Regions from separate parts of the Mus musculus genome. Here all the other regions are linked to region 4. The links are chromatin contacts, called in public HiChIP or PLAC-seq, capture Hi-C and promoter capture Hi-C maps. All regions are on one chromosome and are shown on one strand. The core of a region is the stretch at or near the end of the contact, and the rest is flanking DNA. Distances in the headings are between cores, read along the strand shown. Region 1 holds the start of Sptbn1 (spectrin beta, non-erythrocytic 1). Region 2 holds the start of Cpeb4 (cytoplasmic polyadenylation element binding protein 4). Region 3 overlaps Sptbn1 (spectrin beta, non-erythrocytic 1). Region 4 holds the start of Gpr75 (G protein-coupled receptor 75).

Region 1 (2,700 bases), core at 77-2,576, 670 kb before region 4:
CATGAGACCAACCTCCACTTTCCCTGTCTCCCTCCATCCATCTCTCTTTCTCTTATTTGAGACAGTGTCTTACCACATCAATCTTAGCTGGCCTAAAACTTGCTAGGTAAACCAGGCTGGCCTCAAACTCACAAACATCTGCCTGCCTCTGTTTCCTGAGTGCTAGGATTAAAAGCATGGCCACCACACCTGGCCCCTGTCTGATATTTTACGATAATCCCTTTATTCTCCTTTAATTCTATCACATGCTGCTGCTGTTACTTGTTTTTGTATGGCAAGGATGAAATGAGGGCTCTGTCCATGTTGAACAACTGTGTTTTCTACTAGCAAACACATCTCTTTAATTCAGAGTACATGCATCTCTATTCTTGGCAAACAGAAATGACTTGACTAAAAATAATCATGAATTCAGGATTCTTTTCAAAGAATCCAATCAGCAGACACAGAATAAATGTTTAGCTCCCTTGTTTCCTGAATACTTTCTTGTGGGTTTCTAGTTCATGTGAATCATGTCAAAAGTACTGACAAACTTACAATTTAATAATCAAGGCACCTATTATAATAGACTTTGTATCGTAAACTAGAATATAATTGGAATAACTACTTAACATCTACCTGGCATGGTTTTTCTCTAGAAAATGAAACTGAATGGGAATGATCAGTGGCAAACCTACTCATTAACAGCATTAAATATGGCCTTCCCACAGGACACTGCTACTTTTCAGATCTAAAGCCCTTGTAACAAGGTACTTACCAACCTCTCACCGAAAAGATCAGCTAATCTGCCACTGGCATTACGTATACAGCCAAGTTGGATATTTTATATAAATATAGTATGTTAAAACACTTGAAATTAAAGATGTGTTAGAATTAAAAAATCCTTACAAACTCTTAGCAGCTCTTTCTAAATTGCTGTAAACATTATTTACTGTGTTCTAAACTATGTTGGTCATTAAGTTCGGCAGCTCTCCAAAAGTAAATGTCTTATAAAAGGGTAAGCAAGCTCTCATAGGATATGTTAAAGCAGGGAGAGGTCAACTTCAAGCAAGACAGCTTAAAAGAGAAATGGTTGATGTTCAAGGGACTACAGAACATCTGGTGACAGGTGGGACATACAACATCAGGACACTTACCTGCCAGGGCCTTGATGCGGGAGCGCTCAAAGAGCCTTGCAGAGCTGTTCTCATTGTCCCAGTCATCCACATCCCAGCGGTTGTTCACATCACTGTACTGCTGCTGGATCTCAATGTTGTCATAGTCTGTGGCTACCGTGGTCGTCATCTTGACTGTCTCAGCTGCTTGTCCACATCAGTTACTTTTCAGAGTTCTGTGAGTAAAAAAGGAAAAGCACAGGTGTGTATACAAAGTGTACATCCTCTATACACCTGCTGGGGTGATAATAAGGAAAAACTAGGACAGTCACTGCTTGTCCAGATGTGCCTTCTAGAGCCAAGGCCAGTTCTGAACTTTGGCTCTGCTTCATAGCACATGTGTGACCTCGGTCATGCTACTTTAATGCTTTCCCCAAACCCGGAGGAGGGAGAAGACTGAAGGAAACACTGGGTGCCAAATTAATGTTCTTTCCTAAAGGAGTTTAAAGTGTCTGGGCAGTGATGGTGCACACCTTTAATCCCAGTACTCAGGAGGCAGAGGCAGGCTGATCTCTATGTGTCTGAGGCCAGCCTGGAGTACAAGACAGCTATGGCTACACAGAGAAACCATGTCTTGAAAAAAACCAAAACAGAGCAAAATGAACCAAAAAAGTTTAAGGTGAAGGTTTAATGTTTTATCAGGGCTGTATCAGCATCTACATGGATCTTTTTAAGTGAATTCCCTTAGTTTTATTGTCTATTACCGTTTAGTTTTTCCTTCATAAGCTACTATATAAGAAAAACTAACAAATCATTCTGTCTCTATGTCTCATTTACATATTAGAATTGATGCCTAAGGTTAAGATGGAAGCATATGGCAACAAAGATAGTATCCATGCATAGTAAATACTCAATAGGTATTATAATTATTTATACCATTGTTACTATAAATTCTAGGACCAATACCAATAGTAATGCCCACTCCTTTAAAGCCCTTGAGGATAATGGTGGGTTTTTTTTTTTTTAAGGAATAACTATGAAATAAGCTCTGGCTCACTAAAGTCTTCACTTTATCAATGTATTCTTGGAGGATCAAGAGAAATATGTTTAGTTTTAAATACAGTTTCTCCATTCAATACAGCTATTACTCACATGCAGAACCCAACCATATTGAGGAATTACTACATGATCAGCAGTGCTCTAGATTCCTGGGGAGAACAATAAATGACACAAGTGTTACATCCTCATAGAAGGGAGACCAAAAACACACACACACAAAAGCCAGAGAGTTTAAGGAAAATAAAATACAAACAGATGAATTTGAAACTGGCTATTTTAGACTGGTCAGAAATAAATACTCTGCTTAGTGTAGGTCTCGGTGTCTAAAAGGTACAGATCATGGCCAGATCAAGAAGAATGGCACACCAGACAAAGGTACACCAAGGTATGCTCAGTATAGTTGGAGTCAGGTGTGCAGAGGGAAAGGTAAGGAGAGACAAGGCTAGGGGAGCTAGACAGGGCTCCCCTGCATAGCTCATCAGACTTGGCTGATGATGACCTTTGAGTCAGCATCGGCCACTGGTGGATGTGATTCTAAAGGATAGTTCTT
Region 2 (2,700 bases), core at 166-2,665, 990 kb after region 4:
AAGAAACTAAATGATGAATTCAGATTTGAATATCAGACCTTTCAGAAAAGATTTCATTCTTGCTGCTTTTCTCTATGTATGTCTCCATTCAAGATTCCTCTCTGGTGCTTCCAATCTTCAATGTCAAATCTTTCGAGCAGTGGCTCTCAACCTTCCTAATGCTGCGACCCTTTCATACAGTTACTCGTGCTGTGGTGACCCCTCCCCACCATAAAATTACTTTTGTTGCTACTTCATAACTGTAATTTTGCTACTGTTATGAATTGTAATGTGAACATCTGTGTTTTCTGAGGGTCTTAGGCAATCCCTGTGAAAGGGTCATTGGACACCTCCCTGAAGGCATCACAACCCAGTTGTTGAGAACTACTGTTTTAAGCACTGATTTAGAGACATAAGCCACCAATGTAATATAATGCCATATAAAAGCATGAGCGGTATCGAGGGTCATGTATGCCTGTAAAAAGAGATTCCGAAGGCAGAGTAGGTAGGTTGGAGACTTACTCCTAAAACGAAATGAGAGTTTGCCAAGAGGAGACGACAAAGGCGTGGAAAAAGGCACAGAGAATACTGCCCACAGGACAATACGGAGTTTGGTCTTTATTCTCCAGGTAACGGACTGCCATTTTTAAAAAGGTATGAGCACAACAGGACCGTGACTGGAATTTCGTTTTTAGAAAAATCCCTCCGTTCTGCTTGGAAGGTGGAGTAGAAAGCTAATAGTTGGTGGCTCAGCCATGGACGCCTACAGCATCTGCATCTCAAAGGGAGGATGGGAGAGTAGGTGGTTCGGGTGGAGGAATGGAGACTGAAGGGAATCCCTCCGGAGACGTGCGTTCAGGATAAGGACTATGCAGTTCTAGGCACAGCACAGATGCCGGGAAAACCCGCCTCTCCTTCCATCCCTCGGGGGCGGAGCTCGGGCCAGAGCACGTGATGCCCGGGGCACCCACCTTTACTCAGGGCAGGCCTCTCGTTTATTCTAGGTTTCATGGGTTGCCACTTCGACCCCCAACACTTTAGCTCAGTGTTTCAGTGTGCAAGATGTCCATTCTCTTCCGAGCGTCTCTCTACGGACTTCCTAAGAAGCCTGCTTTGGGAACATAAATCGCAAAGGAATCTTTGCCCATAAAAAAGATGGCGGTGCACCGCTTGCACTGGGTGCGCAGACCCGAGGCCGACGCCGGCCCCGCTGGGCGAGGCGCAGGCGGAAGAGGCGGCTCTGAGATGACCAGAGACCTTCCTGGGTGGAGCTCTGAGGCTGGGAGGCGTGGCCTAGTCGGGATTGTGGTGTCGGATTGGTCTTCCGGCTGCTAGGCGTGGCCTCCGCAGCACCCCGCCCCTCCCTCATCGAACCGGAAGTGTCTCTCGGTCTTTCCAGCTGGTTGTCATTTCACTCGGCTCGGTCCTGAGGAGAAGGACTCAGCCGCGGCTGCGGGACCTGGGCACCGGAGGCAGTGGCGGCGGCGGCGGCGGCGGCAGCGGCGACAGCAGAGGAAGACGAGGAGGAAGAAGGAAGAAAAAGAAGAGCCAGACGGAGTCCGCAACGACGACAGCTGGGACTGCGGGACCGGGGAAAAGCGGCGGCGGCGGCGGCCCAGCAACCGTGAGGAGAAACAAAAGCCTTCTAAATTATAGTTTCCAATCAGTCTAGGGGAAAAGAGAGCGCGAGCCGAGGGGGGAGGCTTTTCTCCTGTAGAGTAACTACGGTAGCGGGGTTTTCCTTTTTGTCCATCCCCCTTCCCCCTCCCCCCGGCGGAGAATCGAACTGAGAGAACTGAACAAACCGCCCCTGGGTCCCATGAGGGAAAAAAATCCCGGAGCCGCAGAGAGGGGAAGAGGCAGAAACCGCAGGACCTTCCAGGTCGCCCCCTTGCTCCCCGCACCCCCGGGCCGCCAGCTTGCCCTTGTCCAGTCTCGCTAATCCCTCCTGATCGCGACACCCCCCAGAGGGAGAAACGGGTGTTTCCAACCCCTTTCATGGGGGAAAGGAGGCCGAGGGGAGCCCAAGAACAGCAAACGCAGCAAGATCTGCACCCGGAGCCCAAGGAACAGCCCCAGAGGCCCACACTGCACCCTACAAAAGAACAGAAACAGGACCAGGAACAGCAGAAATCTCCCTGCAATCATCTTTCCTTTAGTCAAGGCTGATTTCCTCTTTGGCAACCAGAAATTCACCTCCCGCCCCAGATAACCTAATATAATCTATCTATATATAAATATATAATATATAATGTTCTTAAATTATTCCTGATTTTTTTAACCAAGCTGCCAAGAAAAGAACGTATTCACCCCTTAATCCTATTCTAATTTTTATGTGAATCTAAACTGCTGAGGAAGACCATATGTGATTGTTAAATTTTATATATATATATTTTTACTCCGCACAATGCTTATTCTTCTATATCCATAGATGCTTGAGAAGCTGTGTTTTTGTCATTCATGAACATTTTCCTTTGGAAAAAGAAAGCGCCTATTTTACTAACCAAAGACTTGATTTTTACCTTTTTCCTTTTTTATTCCTTCCTTGAAATAAGCCCAATTGGATTCATATCAATATTTTAAGAGGTTTTTTTTTTTAGGTTCTTTTCCATTCAGAGAGACCAGAATTCCAAATCAGAGATACGTAGGGTGATAAGCTGTGATCTTTGAGTTAGCTATAAATAAGATACTTCAAGCAAACATATTTGAGATACAGGGGAG
Region 3 (2,700 bases), core at 35-2,534, 720 kb before region 4:
CAAACTCACTGCCTCTGCCTCTCCCGTGCTGCTATTAAAACCATGAGCCATCCGGCCCAGGAAAAAGGAATATTCTTAATACATCTTCTGCAGCTAGTTAGTGGTTCCCTGGAAATCACAGAGGGAAGAAATCTCTAAGCACAGAAACATAGTCTAAGTAATTAAATATTATTGTGGTGCAATAAACCTCTCACAATTGAAATGTTTTCTAATTGTTCTTTAATGTCTAAAATGTAAATACAATTAGATAAAGATGTCTAAAAAACAAACCTACAGAGTTTGACAATTCTTGTTTTGAACTGTTACTTATACCTGTAAAGCCACAAAATATACAAATATACATATATATGTATATATATGTACACATATATATACATATATATATAAACTGTGCTATTTTAACACAGGAGAATATTTACATAGGAGCTGAAGAGATGGCTGCATGATTAAGAACATTAGCTGTTCTTTCAACAGACCCAGATTCAAGTCTGAGCACCCACATGGAAACTCACAACTGTAACTCTATTTCAGGATATTCCCTGACACCCTCTACTAGCATTACATGATGCACAGACATACATTCAGGCAAAACACCCACTTATATAAGATAATAAAACTTAAAAATTAATATAGTGCTAGTCAAATGGTTCAGCAAATAAAAGCACTGCTACTTGGCCTGATATCTAAATCTAACAGCCCCCTCCCCATATGATAGGAGAGGATTGGTTTCCTCAAGTTCTTATGACCTCCACATATAAACTATGGCATCTACAAAGTCACCTCTAAGTACACACACATATACACACACACACATCAAATAAAAATTTTAAATGTAATCAATAAAACAACTGGTGCTGGAGAGATGACCCAGCAGTTAAGAGCAGTTAAGAACCAGGGTTTTGTCTCCAGTACCCACATGGGGGCTCACAACAATCCGTAACTCCAGTCCTAGGGGATTCAACACCTTCTTTTGACCTCCTTGGACAACAGGCATGCATGTGATACGCATAGATAAAACACTGGGAAAACACTCATACAAATAAAAATATAAAATAAAGCAAAACAGAAAACATTAACAAGATCCAAACAAGGCCAACTGTCATAAGACTAAAAATTTCAAGGACTTATCCATAAAAGCAAAACCTTCCCCACCTCCTCCCTTTTTTAAGGAGGTTGAGAGATCCCAATGAAAGACAAGAAGGGATGGAGATCTTGCTGTTCCTGGAGCAGCATGCACAACGACATAGCAGGAAACCACAAACAAGCAACTGGTCCTACTGATAAGAGCAGCAGCTGCTCTAAGGCAACAGGAGGAAGGAAACTCATCTTCTGACTAGAGTACTCCCTGGGGCTGGTCTGGAGCCTGCAATTCACGTTTGCTGGTTGGCATATAAATAGAACCTGAGTTAAATTTTTTTCCTAACAGTCCCCCAGGACGAACAAAACACACACGTAAACATCTATTCTGAAAGTCCAAGCAGGACTAGGAATGTAGAACACTTGTTTAAGCATTCCTAGGGCCCTACAATTAACACAGTATCACCACAAATCCAAAATGGCACATGCAGCCGATCTGCAGACTATAAAACGAGCTATGAGCTCTATATAACACCTGCACCCTGCATCAGAGGTACAAGCCCATGGACAGAGGGCAGAGTCTGTCTTCTGAGGAGCGCAGCAAGGACAGATACTTTGCAGCTATAAACCCTGAAAGCACACTGAACCCCTCTATGTCCCTGCCAGTTCTACTTCAAAGTGAACCCCTTAAAATCATAATTTATAAGAAGCCAAGACTGTGGAGCAAGTTGGAATTATGGCCACAGCTTCCTCTGAAAATAAGTGGTAGAGAAATGGAACTACCACTGAAAATAAGACCCAGGAGACAATGTGAATTAACAACAGTGTATAGTGCCCAAGTCAGAACTACGTAAAAGGTGTGTAGTTACAGACAAGACTCCATGTGAAATGTTTAGAAGCATTCACGAAGATGGTTCCCTTCAAAACTGCTTCACTTGAAGAAAACTATATTGTAAAGCTGGCAATCCACTGCTTTCTGTCTACACAAAGCATAGCAGGCTGAAGTAGCCAGAGAAAAAAGGCAGGAGGACAGAGGAGCAGCCACTGTTCCTGTGCACCAGTGGAAGCTGTGTTAGGCGCTACCTCCACTAACTCTGTCTCAGGGTTAATTTCAGGAGGAAACTGAGACACCAGTGTTTTGGGTAATTCACCAGAACCCCAAAGAACCTCAAAAGCCTGCTCACACACCACAATGCCCAGGGAAAACAGATACTACTAATTAGCTTGCCAAAGCAAGAGGAAAACAGGAACACAGCTATCCGTCTCCAGCCAGTTTATGATTTTAAGGATCAAATCCATGGAGGGGAGGGACAAAGAAAACATACAGGACTAAGAAGATGATAGTCTGTCCTGACTTCCATCTCCAGCACCCATGTGAAAGACTGCGTGTGGTGGCATGTCCTTGTAGCACTGGGGAGACACAAAGAGGTCAGCTGTGGGTCTTGCTGGCCAGCCAGTCTAGCCTTAAGTAGTAAGTGCTGGGGTCAAATAAAAGGTCTCAAAAATGAGGTGGATGGCACACAAAAAATGACAGCTGAGGTTGTCCTCTGGAGCCCACAATCAATGTTCACACATGTTGTATCTATCTACATACACAAAAGAACAAATTACACACGAAAACCT
Region 4 (2,758 bases), core at 245-2,744:
TTTAAGCCAGGAGCTCCTAATGATGGTTGTTTGCCATCCTGCCCAGTGAATGTGGACATTTTATTGGCCTTGATGTGCACTTTCCCAGAATGCTCCTTATTTTGCATGCCATCCATAAGATTGTGCTGGAAAGCTGGGTTTATTGCCTGTTCACGTGCTAGCATATTGTTAGCCATGATTAACTTTTACAGACTTTGCCTTTTGCATTATTGGTATGCCACTGTTTTTATCCAGTATCCTTGCTGCCATATTTTGTGCATGTTATTATTTTGTGTTGCCTTATAACCCCACAAACATTGGTGGAGCCTTTGTCTTTCTCAGTATGAGGTTGGTTTCTCTCAGGTGTATGTACTACTGATGGCTACTAGTAGTTCAGCCTGAACATTTTGTTATCGTTTATGTCCAAATGGAAATTATACAGGCAGTATTTAATGTATTTGGAGAGACATATAATTTGGGTCAGAATTCCCACTCTTAACTGCTAATTCGTGTTTTTTTTCTTCAAATGTTTCTAGGGCCCAGTGTTACCTTTACCAACAACATCTTAGAACCAGTATATTGCCAAGTGTCTGGGGAGTAGAACATGATTTATGTGAAAATTAGTTGGGGGTTTTTCTTGAGCATTTTTTTTCCTAAACATAGTTCGGATTTCACAAATCCCTTCAACATGTTTCTTAGTAAAAAATGGGAAAATTAATAGAATTGTATTAGTATTATTATATTTTATACTTAATTACATTAAGTATAAAGGAAACTTAACAGAAAACGGAAAGGGGTTGTAGTGGCAATGGTGCCACGAAATATTTCACCTGGATGGAATCAAAGTCTTTGATTTCTAACCAAAAAAAAAAAGGGGGGGGACATTTGAATAGCATTCTCTATTTCTTAAGTATTGGATGAGATTAGAAAAGTAGAAGATCATAATTAACCAGGTTAAAATCCTGAAGGAGTTAACAGGGTATGTTTGCCCATAACAACATACTTAGGAATGTTTCTTATATAAGCTAAAGTGGGTTTGTTGTTTTAGACATATTGACTTTGGGAGATGAGAAGCAACGCTCTAATGGTTTATGCTGGTGTTTTAAACAGGACTAGCTGAATTACACTATTGCTTCTCAAGATTTTTACACCCAACACGGTATTTAATAGTACCTGTTTGTTTGTTTTTTTAACTTTGCATCAACCACGTACTTACTATGACCTAAGACACATATGTGTGTTGAAATTGGTTCGATTCAATTTGTCATAATGACTTTAATTATTAAACTGGAACTGACAGCCTAGTTAGAAAGCCAAGGAGATCAGCTTGAAGGCTCTCCGCAGGCACTCTCAGCTGTCTCCTCCTGCCTGGCATCTCTGGTTTTCATTTTTTCCTTGCTGTGTATCAGCGGTCAGTGGCCAATTCACAGGCAGCCCTGGCATATCGGAGCGCACTCCCACTAGGCTGAGGCGGGCAGGCAGGGAGGGTGCCGAGCAGGCGGGGCGGCCACGGTCAGAGGGAGGGGCCGCGCCCCGGGTTCGGTGACTGCGCCGCGCGCCCGGCTCGCCTAGGCTCCCGGGATGCGCGGAGGCGGCAGCGATGGCGATGATGACTCTAGCCCGGCAGCTTCCAGGCCACCGGGCACAGATAGGGTCACTACTGCGACACGGAGGAGGAAGGGCGGCGCTGAGGCCAGCTGGTAGGTGAGAGGCCGCAAGCCCAGACCGGGAGGATCACACCAGGGTTGTGAGGCGAGCGGGAGCGGGGAGAAGGCTAAGCTTGGCCTGGCCTGGTAGGTTGCGCACCTGTGTTCCTGTGCAGCCTTGCTGTAAGCTCTACACAGACCACAACCCACTGCCTGCATCCAGGCGGAGTCCAAGCATCCCTGGACTAGCCTAGGCCTGTGTTTCCTCCAGTTCTAGGGAGCCCCCTACCCGTTACCAATCACAGTTGGGGATAAACCTGCAATCTCCTACTCCTTTAGTCAATAGTACGATAGTACGCAGTGCTCCACAGACTCCTTATCCCTCCACCAGAGACCCAGATCTTTCCCACCCCATCAGCTATTAGCCTCAATGGATAGATAGTTCAGGTGATTAGAAACAATGGGAGGTTTGAAATATCTCACTGACCTTGGGCAAGTTATTTAGCCTCCCCGTGCTTTTCTAGATCCATTCAAATTAGTGGGAATGGGACAGAACTTAGTTTTGTGTGAGGGCTGTGGAAAAAAAAAAAAAAAAAAAAAAAAAGCCTTCCATGAAGAAATTCGGCATTTATTTGGGGTTGGAATACAATGAAATAATCAAGGTCATGAGTTAACTTGTAAGTGTCCTAACGTTTGCTTCAAAAATTAATAATCTCTGTGAGCTCCTAGGGATCCGGGTTAGTTGATTCTGTTGGTCTTGCCCTTCAGCTCCCTCAGTCCGTCAACTTTTAGAATGGGAATAAAACAAACAAACAAACAGCACAGTATTAGAGACCCATCGCCCCTCCCCCCTCCCGCCTTCTCTTCCCCCTGTCCCTCCCTACACCTACTCATGACCCCCTCCCTCCTTCCCTCAGGCTGGCTTTCAAGTAGGTGATACTGCCTTTATGCTCTTGAGAGACTGAGATTACAGGCTACCACATCCAGCTTTTCACATATTTTTTTGTTTATTTGTTTTGCAACAGAGTGTCACTATGTAGCCTTAGCTGGCCTGGAGCTTACTGTGTAGATCAGGCTGGCCTCCAACTCAGAAATCTGCCTCCTTCTGCCTCATGAACACTGAGATTAAAGGC

Evidence for each region. Promoter capture Hi-C pulls out the DNA fragments that hold promoters and counts their contacts. HiChIP or PLAC-seq counts read pairs in DNA pulled down with a chosen protein or histone mark. Capture Hi-C pulls out chosen DNA fragments and counts their contacts.
Region 1: a contact with region 4 is called in a capture Hi-C map of embryonic stem cells, with 9 times the contacts expected there. The contact joins the promoter of Sptbn1 here to the promoter of Gpr75 in region 4. A contact is called at or near these places in 3 of 39 promoter capture datasets (cranial neural crest, liver and pre-B cells) and 1 of 9 other capture datasets (embryonic stem cells).
Region 2: a contact with region 4 is called in an H3K27ac HiChIP or PLAC-seq map of SST interneurons, with 8 times the contacts expected there. The contact joins the promoter of Cpeb4 here to the promoter of Gpr75 in region 4. A contact is called at or near these places in 2 of 39 promoter capture datasets (embryonic stem cells and hippocampal neurons) and 1 of 115 datasets of contacts at active chromatin or transcription factors (SST interneurons).
Region 3: a promoter capture Hi-C map of embryonic stem cells shows a contact between it and region 4, with 4 times the contacts expected there. The contact joins the enhancer-like site here to the promoter of Gpr75 in region 4. A contact is called at or near these places in 2 of 39 promoter capture datasets (embryonic stem cells and pre-B cells) and 3 of 115 datasets of contacts at active chromatin or transcription factors (embryonic stem cells, large pre-B cells and trophoblast stem cells).

The regions. Positions count from the first base shown.
Region 1 is chr11:30,218,446-30,221,145 of GRCm38.p6, forward strand. It overlaps Sptbn1 (spectrin beta, non-erythrocytic 1), which reads right to left and starts at 1,327. Exons shown (of 35, transcript NM_175836.2): 1 at 1,134-1,327. The coding sequence starts at 1,281.
Region 2 is chr11:31,869,525-31,872,224 of GRCm38.p6, forward strand. Cpeb4 (cytoplasmic polyadenylation element binding protein 4) reads left to right here and starts at 1,416. Exons shown (of 10, transcript NM_026252.4): 1 at 1,416-2,700.
Region 3 is chr11:30,165,102-30,167,801 of GRCm38.p6, forward strand. All of the region lies in intron 1 of Sptbn1 (spectrin beta, non-erythrocytic 1), which reads right to left. Among named protein-coding and RNA genes, the nearest start is that of Sptbn1, 53 kb to the right of the region's middle. Within about 2 kb of position 1,285, at least 109 of the 459 cell types and tissues checked have an H3K27ac peak or open chromatin away from gene starts, as enhancers often do. A contact at or near this core is called in pre-B cells and trophoblast stem cells, where this site is marked.
Region 4 is chr11:30,883,864-30,886,621 of GRCm38.p6, forward strand. It overlaps Gpr75 (G protein-coupled receptor 75), which reads left to right and starts at 1,495. Exons shown (of 2, transcript NM_175490.4): 1 at 1,495-1,679. It also overlaps a transcript of Erlec1 not described here.